3 separate regions of the Mus musculus genome follow, and all the other regions are linked to region 2. The links are chromatin contacts, called in public Hi-C and HiChIP or PLAC-seq maps. All regions are on one chromosome and are shown on one strand. Each heading gives the region's core, a stretch centred on a gene start, on an enhancer-like site or on the middle of the called end of the contact. The rest is flanking DNA. Distances are from core to core; before and after follow the strand shown.

What was found. A called contact is a pair of places that touch in the nucleus more often than the background predicts. HiChIP or PLAC-seq counts read pairs in DNA pulled down with a chosen protein or histone mark.
Region 1: an H3K27ac HiChIP or PLAC-seq map of embryonic stem cells shows a contact between it and region 2, with 2.0 times the contacts expected there. The contact joins two enhancer-like sites. A contact is called at or near these places in 1 of 15 datasets of contacts at CTCF or cohesin (the NIH/3T3 cell line), 8 of 115 datasets of contacts at active chromatin or transcription factors (the 230-238 cell line, CD8 T cells, VIP interneurons and 5 more) and 2 of 9 other capture datasets (embryonic stem cells and pancreatic islet).
Region 3: a contact with region 2 is called in a Hi-C map of cortical neurons, with 1.9 times the contacts expected there. The contact joins two enhancer-like sites. A contact is called at or near these places in 2 of 15 datasets of contacts at CTCF or cohesin (large pre-B cells and pro-B cells), 10 of 484 Hi-C or Micro-C datasets (B cells, the Ba/F3 cell line, the G1E-ER4 cell line and 6 more), 15 of 115 datasets of contacts at active chromatin or transcription factors (the HPC-7 cell line, the NIH/3T3 cell line, astrocytes and 11 more) and 3 of 9 other capture datasets (adipose tissue, liver and pancreatic islet).

What each region holds. Positions count from the first base shown.
Region 1 is chr5:23,735,732-23,739,069 of GRCm38.p6, reverse strand. No RefSeq gene overlaps it. Among named protein-coding and RNA genes, the nearest start is that of AI506816, 25 kb to the right of the region's middle. Within about 2 kb of position 1,874, at least 13 of the 459 cell types and tissues checked have an H3K27ac peak or open chromatin away from gene starts, as enhancers often do. A contact at or near this core is called in embryonic stem cells and stem cell-derived neural progenitor cells, where this site is marked.
Region 2 is chr5:23,416,987-23,420,727 of GRCm38.p6, reverse strand. All of the region lies in intron 1 of 5031425E22Rik (RIKEN cDNA 5031425E22 gene), which reads left to right. Among named protein-coding and RNA genes, the nearest start is that of 5031425E22Rik, 14 kb to the left of the region's middle. Within about 2 kb of position 2,152, at least 443 of the 459 cell types and tissues checked have an H3K27ac peak or open chromatin away from gene starts, as enhancers often do. A contact at or near this core is called in cerebral cortex, cortical neurons, embryonic stem cells and 1 more, where this site is marked.
Region 3 is chr5:23,762,764-23,766,537 of GRCm38.p6, reverse strand. The region is part of intron 5 of Pus7 (pseudouridylate synthase 7); the gene reads left to right. Among named protein-coding and RNA genes, the nearest start is that of Pus7, 19 kb to the left of the region's middle. Within about 2 kb of position 1,732, at least 13 of the 459 cell types and tissues checked have an H3K27ac peak or open chromatin away from gene starts, as enhancers often do. A contact at or near this core is called in cerebral cortex and cortical neurons, where this site is marked.

The DNA of each region.
Region 1 (3,338 bases), core at 625-3,124, 320 kb before region 2:
ATACTGCACTATTAGGTTGTTGTTGCAGGATTTAACTGGACTGTGGTCTGGCTGCAGAGTAAATAGGAAGGATCATCCAGAGGACTGAGGGCAGCAAGTACCTCAGCATCAGGACAGCAGAGGGAAGACTTAATGCAAAGGAGAACGTAAAGAGGGGAAAGAAACAGTAGACCACGATTTCCCCAGCAATGTGACACATCAAGTGCCCAATGCATCTGATTTGAAAAAGATCCCCTTGCCGGGAGAGTTCAATCTAAAATCTTCCAACAGTAGAAATTGAACATCCATGGTACTTACAAAGTAGCCAATCACATCGATACAGATTTCTCAATGCCAAGCGTTGGCCAGTACCCAGTGATGTCTTCAAGCATGCAAGAAAAAAATCTGAGAGCCTACAGTTCTTAACACATAGGTGTCCTCCCGGTGCACTTTGAGAGCGCAGTGGGGCATGGCAAGAGCTCCAACAGATTGTGTCTAGCCACTATTTGACCCAAAAACCAAAAGGCAAACTGAGAGGAAGGAGAGAAATTTAATCAGTATGTCTATATTGAGATACATTAAGATAATATCTGCATTGAAAGATGTTAAGATATAAAGCATGACACTTCCACCCTAGAGGGGAACACTGGCCTGAACACTCTGCTAGCATGGGGGCAGGGGTCGGGGGAGGGGTAGCCTAAGAATGAGTCTTGGTCAAACTGTGGTTTGGTTTATCATCTCAGGACTGGTCAGGGGTCACTGCTGCCTAAGCAACAGACAAGACTGTCCACACAAGATCTTTGTTTATCAGATTTGTAGTTTCTGGGATTCAAGGTAATGACACAGGAGGCTGACTAACAGCAAAATGAGCAGATTCAAAATAGAGACTGTTGGGCTGGCGAGATGGTTCAGTGGGTTAGAGCACTGACTGCTCTTCTGAAGTTCCTGAGTTCAAATCCCAGCAACCACATGGTGGCTCACAACCACCTGTAATGAGATCTGACGTCCTCTTCTGTTGTGTCTGAAGACAGCTACAGTGTACTTATTAATAATAATGAATAAATCTTTGGGACTGAGCAAATGGAGTTGACCTGAGTGGGGTGACCAGAGCAACCAGAGCAAGCACAGGTCCTAAAAATTCAATTCCCAACAACCATATGAAGGCTCACAACCAGCTGTACATGTACATACAATAAATAAATAAATCTTTTTTTAAAAAATAGAGACTGTTGCAGAAAATATTTAAAAAGGAACTAGCACAAACCCGAGCTAGTGCCAGCAACTCTCTGCCAAAGCAGCCTGGCCGGCCATGCACTGATGGGCAATGGGCGACCTGTTTTTATCTCATGGAGACTCTGACTCAGTGCTCCAAAATCTCTCCACCCAGCTCACTAAGTACCCACTGGCACTGGCAGTCACTACCAGGCCAATCCCGTGCTTCAAATCCCCCACGGCCTTTGTGGTGCACATCTGGCAAACACACCTTGCCCAGTACCTTTCTCTCTTGAACTCGGGCAAGTCACCACGTGAAGAAAAACACAGCACAAACTTAGTTCAGAAACGACGGTAACTCAATCATTGGGCACAGCAACTAAAATCCTAATCCTGTAAGTCTTATTAAATCTAAATCCTCTAGTGGCAAATCCTGATGGATCTGCCACTGAAACCAGGAGACATCTTGTCCTCACATTATCCCATCCAAAAGGACCTAACTCTCTCCTGCTTCCTCTCTTCCTCCATCCAACCTGGAAGTCCCGCCTACTCGCCCAGTGATAGATTCCTTTATTCATTAGGGAATTGGTTCACAAGAAGTCACTTAAGTATTTGACTCACTCCTTGTCTGCAACCCCTCCTAGGAGAGCAGAATTAGCATCAAAATACAAACAGTACCAGGCCCATCCTCAAGCGGAGGCAGAGATGCCAAATGTTTAATCCTGATTAGTTACGCATTAGACCTAAGTGGAGGCAGAGATGCCAAGTGGTAACCCATTAGACCTAAGTGGAAAGTTGGTGTCTTTAAGCAAATTCTCTCTCCAAGTCCTTGTTATAAACCCACACCACCTAGGCTCTGACTTCCCTCAGTGTCTTACAATATAATTCTAACTCTGTCCACAGAGAGCTCATCTCAACACTGCTCCTATTCGGATCATCATGAGCCCATATTTCTTACTTCTTACCAACTTGTTTTCCATAAGAAATTCCTATGGCTCCCACCTTCAGATATAAAAGTGTGTGAGAGCAGCTCACAGCACAGGATACAACACTGCTGGCAGGTTTATTATACAGGACGTAATTCAGGAATAGCAAGACTGGGAGATACATAATGAAAGCTAGAGGGAGGAGACTAGAATTTCCGGGCAAACAGCACCCCAGTGTAATCACTGCATCCCACAGTCCAGGGGTTTTTTTAGAGGTTCTGCCACAGACGCATGAATGGCCAAAATCTAATGTTGGCTTAAGTCAGTCCTTGCTTCCTGAAGAGACACTGAAATTCCACTCCTCCCATCCAACCTGGCTAGTTTCCCTGGCAACAAGCCCAAATGCTGTGGTCATTTCAGATCCTGGAAGGTACTTTTTATGAATAGCTATTTATTTGTTTTTCTTTTATGTCTATAAGCATTTGCCTACATGGATGACGTGTATCACATGTGCACAGTGCCCATGGAGGCCAGAAGAGAGTCAGATCCTCGAGAACTAGAGTTGCAGGCAGTTGTGTACCACAAGTGGGTGCTGGGAATTGAACCCAGGGCTTCAGGAAGAGCTGCTAGTGCTCTTAGAGCACTGAGCCATCTCCCCACCCCCAGCAGCTGTTTCTTGTCATTTAAGAAACTCAAGGGTTTCAGGAGCCCTATGCCAGAGTTGAAAAAGGCCAAATTCACGTTTTGTTATAAATTCTAACATCACAAATATGTAGTTTTAGCCGGTCGTGGTGGTGCATGCCTTTAATCCCAGCACTCGGGAGGCAGAGGCAGGTGGATTTCTGAGTTCGAGGCCAGCCTGGTCTACAGAGTGAGTTCCAGGACAGCCAGGGCTACACAGAGAACCTGTCTCGGAAAAAAAAAAAAAAGTAGTTTTAAATCATGATAAATGCTGTGAAGAATATTCAACAAGAAAGAGAATGAGGAGGTGGTAAGAAAGTGTTGTACTGAGTCGTTCAGCAAACCTCTCAGGAGAGCTCAGATGAGAGCATGAGACAGAAGAGCTGAGCCAGAGGCCCTGGAAGGAAGCATGCACAGTCTGCTGGGGCAGAAAGAAAAGAAATCCAAGTGCTGGGATCAAAGGCGTGCGCTACCACGCCGGACCAGGGCATTTTCTTGATATGGGAATGCCAGCCCACGGTGGGCAAGGCCACAGCAGGA
Region 2 (3,741 bases), core at 903-3,402:
TCTGTACAGTTGTCTCCAAAGATGGCTGCGTGAGAGAGGAGGGAGGAAAGGGTGATTAAAGAGCCTGTCTTAGGGAGAACATTTTAGCAATGGAAGGCAGTGTACAAATTTAGCAAGTGTAATTTTATAAGTACTCAGAAGCAGCAAATATGATCTGTTCCACCATGTGGTTTCAGGCCTAGTAGATGTCACAGAGTGACACTGCCATATATGAAAGTATTGCTGTTATGTTTGGAGATTATACTACTAGATGTAGCCAGCTAGTTTTACTGACATGACAGTACATAGTCACACACTTTTATTCCAGTCCTTTATCCTGAAATGCCTGCCTTTTTCCTCACCCCCCCCACCCCGATTTTAGCAAATTACCTCAACCTAAGCATCAAGTCAGTATTATCCAAAGTAAAATTTGAATTTTAAGCTGCATCTCTAAGCACTTGCAATACAGATTTCCCTATGAAAAGACCCCAATTACAATAGCCCAGTGCATGATACAAACTGATAAAGAGGAGCAGCTTTGAACAGTCACTGGCTTTAGAGAGCTGTGTATTGACAGTGCTGGGATGAGCAGCTACACACAGCCACATCACAGCTGAGATTTAATAGTCCCCTTCCTGAGAACGGAAAAACTGCACACTTTAAACTCACTGTACGGAGACTTGTACACTTCTGAAGATTCTATCGAGAGGGGATTCGCTGCAACAAATGATTTAACAGATTTAGAGAAAGTGCCTATCTAGTCAGCTCAATATTAGCAGATGTGCTCCATAAGTGGTCAGTTACTGGGGCTTTTAGATTATATAGGGCTTTGGTCATAGCTTGATGGTAGAGCACTTGTTTAGTATGCTTCAGGTCATGGGTTTGTCTTGTTTAGAGGACAAGTTCTCAGTGGCTGGCCTGGAACTTGCTTTATAGACTAGACTGGCCTCAAACATAGGAGATCACCTGCCTTGAGTTGAAATGTAGTCTTCGTCAGTTCCAGCACGTTTGATTCTTAGTACTGAGGGAAGGGGAGGGGTTAGGGGCTGAGTGAGGCGTAGCTCTGGGAAAGCACTGGGCTCAATCCCCAGCAAAAGTTAGGGTAGAAGTCTGTGAACCCAGCCACAATTGAAAAATAGTCCTAATAGAAAATCTAGGCATAGTGGGAAATCACTGCAGCCCCGGCTCTCAGGAAGTATGAGGAGTTGGAGACTTAGCTTTTACATAGGTTGAGAAGGTTTTTTATAAGATTGACTCCATGGTCCACATGACCTTAATGTGGGTTGCTTTTCGAGGACGAGGGTGGGCAAGAGTTTAAACGAGGTCTCAGGTGACTCAGACTGACTGACCACCAACTCAACACTGCCTCTAGAGTTACAGGCTTGGCACAATACACTGCAGGAATTCGGAACCAGAAATCCATCCTAATTAATGCTTCTGAAAGGCGGATCCCTTCTCGGAATGCTGTTAATGTGCGTAGAGTAGCATAGTGCACAGATCCTGTTAAATTCTCCATGGACACTCCTGCTTAGAAATCCTGTGCAAGGTGTTCAGATTCTAAGAGAAGGCTGACAAATAATGAAGCTTAGACATAATGGTGCCCTAATGGGACTAAATAATTTTATTTTTTAAAGGCGAGGCGTGGTTCGTGTAATTCAGGCTGGCCTCGAAATCACTTGGTAGTCAAAAGATCAACGCCTTTTTTTTTTTCCTGTTTCTAGCTCAGGTTACAGGCATACATCACCATGCCTGTAACGCGCAGCTAGCTATTCTAGCGTTTAATGTTCTTGTAGCTTTCAACTGGAGTGATCCTTTCCCTAACTGACATTAGAAATTAGTCCAGTAAAAGTGGCCTGAGTGAAAAGCTGTAGGAAAGGATTTTTCTTTAGTGAGAAGTACTGAGGATCCATTCTCTTAAGCCCGGTTTGATTGACGAGTGGTTCAGTAGCTTAGTTTTGACCTTTTGTAGTAATCGGGCTTTTACCGTATAATACCTATAGCCGGCGTGTCCTAACCATGGATAAAACCAAGCTACCCCGTTGTGGCTGCCAAATTTTACACCAGAGGAAAAACACCTCTTGGCGAAGCATAGCGTGGGCTTGTGCTCTAGACCTCAAGCCTTGAGTCCCACAGTGACAGAGCGAGTGCTTGTACCACAGAGCAGGGCGTTTCCCCGGCGCTGTCTGCGTCACGGCGGCTGCCCTTCCGCTCGGGAGAGCAGCTGCGGGAGCTGCGCCTGCAGGCTGGCCGGGTGCGCGGCGCTCGAGCCGGGCGGCGTTTTCCTGGGACCTTCACGGAGCAGAGCGACGAGGCTACATACAGCGGCCGAGCTTATCCCTTCTTTAATCCTCGCTGTAAAGCACCGTAGTGCAGCTTCCTGCTTAACTCGGTCGTCTGAGCTTCCAGCTCACATTTTGAGCCCAGTGCAGCCGCCATCTTCCGGAAATGCTGATGGTGGTTAGTCTGCGCCCAGTGGAAATAACAATTTTTTTGCTTTTGTTTTTGAAGCGGTCTTGCATTTGGCCCGATCTTTTTGAGGACTTGGGTTACAGAATTACATCATGCCTGGTTAGTTTCATGATGCTCAGTTTGGGGAAGTAGAGCAGTGTCCTTGTTGAAATATAATCTCTTTAGTCCAGCCTTTTCTCACTTAAATTAGATTGATGGATTAAATGAGATAATGTATACCAGATATGCAGTAGTAACTAACAGAGAAAGAAGGGAATGGTGGGTGGGGGAGTTGCGGGGGCGGGGGGATGATTAACTTTGCTGGGTATCACCACCTAAAACATGAAGGTATGGAGAAGCATGCTGTAGCACATGAGTGTGTATTTTGACAGCTCTTCAGTATAACTGATCCCTCCAAAGCAGACTTTACTGGCTTCTGGTTTCTAAGGGATGCTTCTTTTTTGTGTGGCTTCCTTTTTTGCAGGTCCATACTGAATAAATATGCTGTAGGGTGATGGACAAGGCCAAGTTGGGTAGTCCTACCATGATTTTAGTTTACAGGGAAAAATCAGGCTGAGTTTAAGTACATTGTAGGTTTCTAGGTGTTAGAAGTTTTCACACATGTGCCCGTTTATTTTTAGGGCGCGGCTTCACTGTTTGGCTAGGTGGTTTAGAACTGGGTATAGATTAGGGGACAAAAGCAGGAGTGAAGTCGCTTGGGGTTTGTTGTTGTTTTGCTGTTTTAGGTGCACTAACGATGTAATAATGTGTTTGGGATAACTTAGGAGGCAGCGATGAAGATTTAAACAGTAAAAGATTATTACACAAAAAATAACCCCAAACTTGTGCTTTACCGCGGACCCACCAGGTTGGAATATACAGGGAACAGTTGGACCATCCCTGTTTCAGGCTGGGGGTTTGATTTCTTTACACTTGCTGTCTACAAATCTCTGCAGGACACCAAACCCACGACTGAATGACACAGCCAGCATCCACAATTCACACAGAGAGGTAAAAATGTCAGATCCCCACACCAGTTGAACCAGAAGTTCTTTGTACATTAGAACATTTAATGGGAAACTGCATATGAACTGTAAAGTGTAAATACAGTCTGATTGGGATTAGAAGAGCCCTCTTGTTTAAAGCCTTGTTGATGGGGAGGAAGCCACACAGTAGAGTATACTTGCAAATAATAGAAAGGTCAATCTAGTACAGACTTAAGATGTACTATTTATGTAAGCTATGTTAACAGTAAAAATACAAACCAAAATGAAACAGGCGAGGAGAGTTGTGGCTCAGTACTACTCGCCTGGC
Region 3 (3,774 bases), core at 483-2,982, 350 kb before region 2:
AGGGGGGTTGCATTTATCTTTTCTCCTCCTGTTCACCTGTCCCCAGTTGAGAGTGAAGTCCCCAAGGAATCAGAGAGAACAGGTGTCTGGAGACGCCATCCATGCCCTGAGAACAGAGCCCAGTGCCAGTGGCAGGCGTGCCATGCTTCTGGGCCCTTTCACATTTGGATGTAGCAGCCTTTAAAGCTTTCCTTTTTTGGAGCTCATCTGCTGCCAAGCCCTGGTATAATCTCTGGGCTATTTGATACTTAGCAAATTTACAGCACTCCTTTTTGTTGTCATGTAGCTCAGGTTGACCTCAAACTCACTATGTAGTGATCTTGAATTCCTGATTTTTCCAACCCCACTTGTGCCTCTCAAGTGCTGGGGTTATAGTTGTCCACCATGACACCCAACTTAGATGTATAATATTTTTTTTAATTTTATTTTTTTATTTTTTAAATGTTTTTTATTTTTCTGAGATAGGGTTTCTTTATGTATCTCCGACTGTCTTAGAACTTTCTCTGTAGACCAGGCTGGCCCCAGACTCAAGAGAGCCACCTGCCTCCCTAGTGGTGAGGTTAAAGGTGTGTGCTGCCACCAACAACCACCAAGATTAACAATATTAAACTTCCCTCAAATAGAATTATGCGTTCTAAAACATTAACTTCTGAATCACAGTGCCCAGTATCCGAAATAACCAGCCATTAACCTAGTCCAAAAAAAGACACATTGTTTTACCTATTCAATCATGGTAAATTTAATAAAATTATTATAACATTATACAACCAAGTAATAGATTGATATTTTGGAATTATATGCATCCCATTGCTTTTAAGAACTTTTTTTTTTAAGGAAAGGAAACTGTATTTTTTTTTAAAAAAGATTTATATATTTATTGGATGTATGAGTACACTGTTGCTGTCTCACCACCAGAAGAGGGCATCAGATACCGTTACAGATGGTTGTGAGCCACCATGTGGTTGCTGGGAATTGAACTCAGGAAGAGTGCCTCAGGAAGAGCAGTCAGTGCTCTTAACCACTGAGCCATCTCTTCAGCCCCAAGAACTTGTTTTTAACCACAAATTTAAAAAAGAAAGCTGGGGCTGGCCTTGGTAACATACTTGTATCATCTCAGCTTTCAAGAGGCAAAGGAACCAAGAGTTCATGGCTGGCCTGAGCTGCATAGTCCAGAGGGCTACTGCCTTCAGGAGGGAAACCTTGTATGATTGATAATCTTTGAATTTTCTAATTCATTGAACTTTCTAAAATAAATGGGTCCCAGTCAGGGTCTCTGGACCCAGGCCTTCTCCTACTAGGGAGGGAGAGGCACAGACACAAAGAATCTCCCCAGGACTGGCTGAAGGAAAAGAAAGAACCCCAGAACCCCAGTGGAATGGGCTCCAGATGTGTCGCTTGAGTGGCTCAGAACTGTGCCCATCACTGAGCAGCACTGGAACCTGCTGCTGCCTGTTTGCTTAGCTAAGGTTGAGACTGGAAAAGAGCTTACACAGTAGGCTGGGGCAAAAGGTACCATACAGACAGTGCTTTTTAAATAAAGCGCTAAAGCAAAGAGAAAGGAGGAGAAATATAGTAAGGAGAAGACATAAGCTCGACTTTGACGATAAGGAGCCTTGAATGTATCACATGGGAGAGATGGAGAAAGGAGCAGGTGCAGACATAAGGACAGCCATGAAGGCAGTGGGCGCCGCAGGATGCTGAGAAGCAGAAGGCTGGCGTGTGGGTGCTTCCTTGAAGATGACCTTGAGTAAGCAGAAAGGAGGCTCTCCCTGCTGCCCTATGGTGTCACCCTCTCCAGGCTCCCAGCACCTGCCTTCCTTATTCACAGGACCTCTGGGCAGGATTCCCACATTTCCCTTGTTAACTGTTTGCTCTGTGTAAGTCTGGACTGTGCTGTCATAGATTCCTAAGATAGCACCAGCCTTGTGGGAGTAGGAAGCATGTCTCCAGCCTTAGAATTCTTTGCAAATGAATTATAAATTAGAGTGCCTCAAAACTGTGTGAAAAGCCCTGTAACCTCATTCCCATTGTGAGGCTAGGTATACATTGATTAGTTTTCCCAGGGGCTAGAGTTTTTGTAGAGTCCAAAAGATAGAATTGTTAACTATTCAGAATATTCCCAGTGCAAATGTTACTCTTTTATATATTGAGTATTCCTAGAAAATGAATATTTGCATTTGTTAGTTGCAGAGACCATTGGATTCATGGTCTGTGCTTGGATCACCGAATAGGAGGTGCACACTGGTCAGCATCACTCACTGGTGTCCTGTCAAGGGAGGAACCATTTGGGTTTGTAGTCTTACTCCTGCATTGCTTCTTGCCATCGTGCTCATCTGTGACTGCGGAAGGCCAGTGGTTGCAGCATGTCGCTACACTTCAGCTCACGAGCTCACCGTTCTTGGCTTTTTAGCTTTTCATTATAGACATATATGGTGGTAAAGCAAGGACAGAACCTTGCATTCACTGGACGTGTCTCATACGTCATTTCTTAAGTCTTCTCATCTATAAATTGGTGAATATAGAAAACTAATAATCTGCCGGGCAGTGGTGGTGCACGCCTTTAATCCCAGCACTTGTGAGGCAGAGGCAGGCGGATTTCTGAGTTCGAGGCCAGCCTGGTCTACAAAGTGAGTTCCAGGACAGCCAGTGCTACACAGAGAAACCCTGTCTCAAAAACAAAACAAAACAAAAAAAAACTAATAATCCCAGTGTCCAAATTTTAAAGATTTTTACATTTCAGTGCAAGAAACTTATAAAACACACAGCAGCATGAAGCAAAACAGCAGTTTCTCATTACCCACAGCATGACAGACACCACTTGCTGTATTTACAGGGAAAAATAGTCTGTAGAAAAAGTCATTCGATATGTAGACTTAAGAATTTGCTGTATCCCATGGCTGCAGACAGGACAGCTTGGAGGATGGACTCATCCATTATGAAGAGACTGAGACAGGAAGGCTGTGCCTAGAGGGGAGTTTCCTAGTTGTTCAGTGTTTGCCACTACAACATCCCACTGTTCAAGTCTGAATGGCTATTGACTAGCACAGAACTCTTAGGTGCTGTGGAAGTCTTCAGTCTCCTGTCACCATGCGATCATGTGCATGCCCCTCTCTAAAGCACGCTGACAGTATTTATTATAAATTAAACATTGCTCTCTTGTGCTCTTTATGCTGTGCCTTCGGACAGAGGTCAGAGCTGCTGCAGGTAAGAGCACTTGGTGTTTCCTGTAGACAGGTAAAGTGCCAGCGTTGTCATAAGGGCTGAGTGCAGAGAACTTGCCTTAAGGGTAGTGAGCTAGAAGAAAAAATGAAAAAGATATATCCATTCACAAAACCCTATGGAAATGGTGAGGAATTAACTCTAAAAGCTGAAGAGGTCCTTGTAATGTTTTTCCATACATGACTGTACAGAATGTATCTATACATGACTCTCAACAATCATCAAGAAGGAAACTGATTTTCTCAGCATCTATGCATACTGTGGTTCTTTTCTGAGGAGAGTTACTGCTTGTCTACACTGGTTGATGGTTCTTTACACTGTAATGAAATCACTAACCTGCTACCAAGACGTGTTTTTGCTTGACAAAGCCAGATGTCCATTTAACTTCTGCACCAGGAATATCTTCTGCCTCTGAAGATAAAGGATTTCTAAGTTTATGTGAAAAGACTTATTTAAAGACAAAGGAAATTTTTTGAAAACAAAGGATTCTTTCTAGTTGATTGTGCAAAATCCTTTATGATAATTTTTCTTTCATGGAGTTTTGTGCCGTTGAAA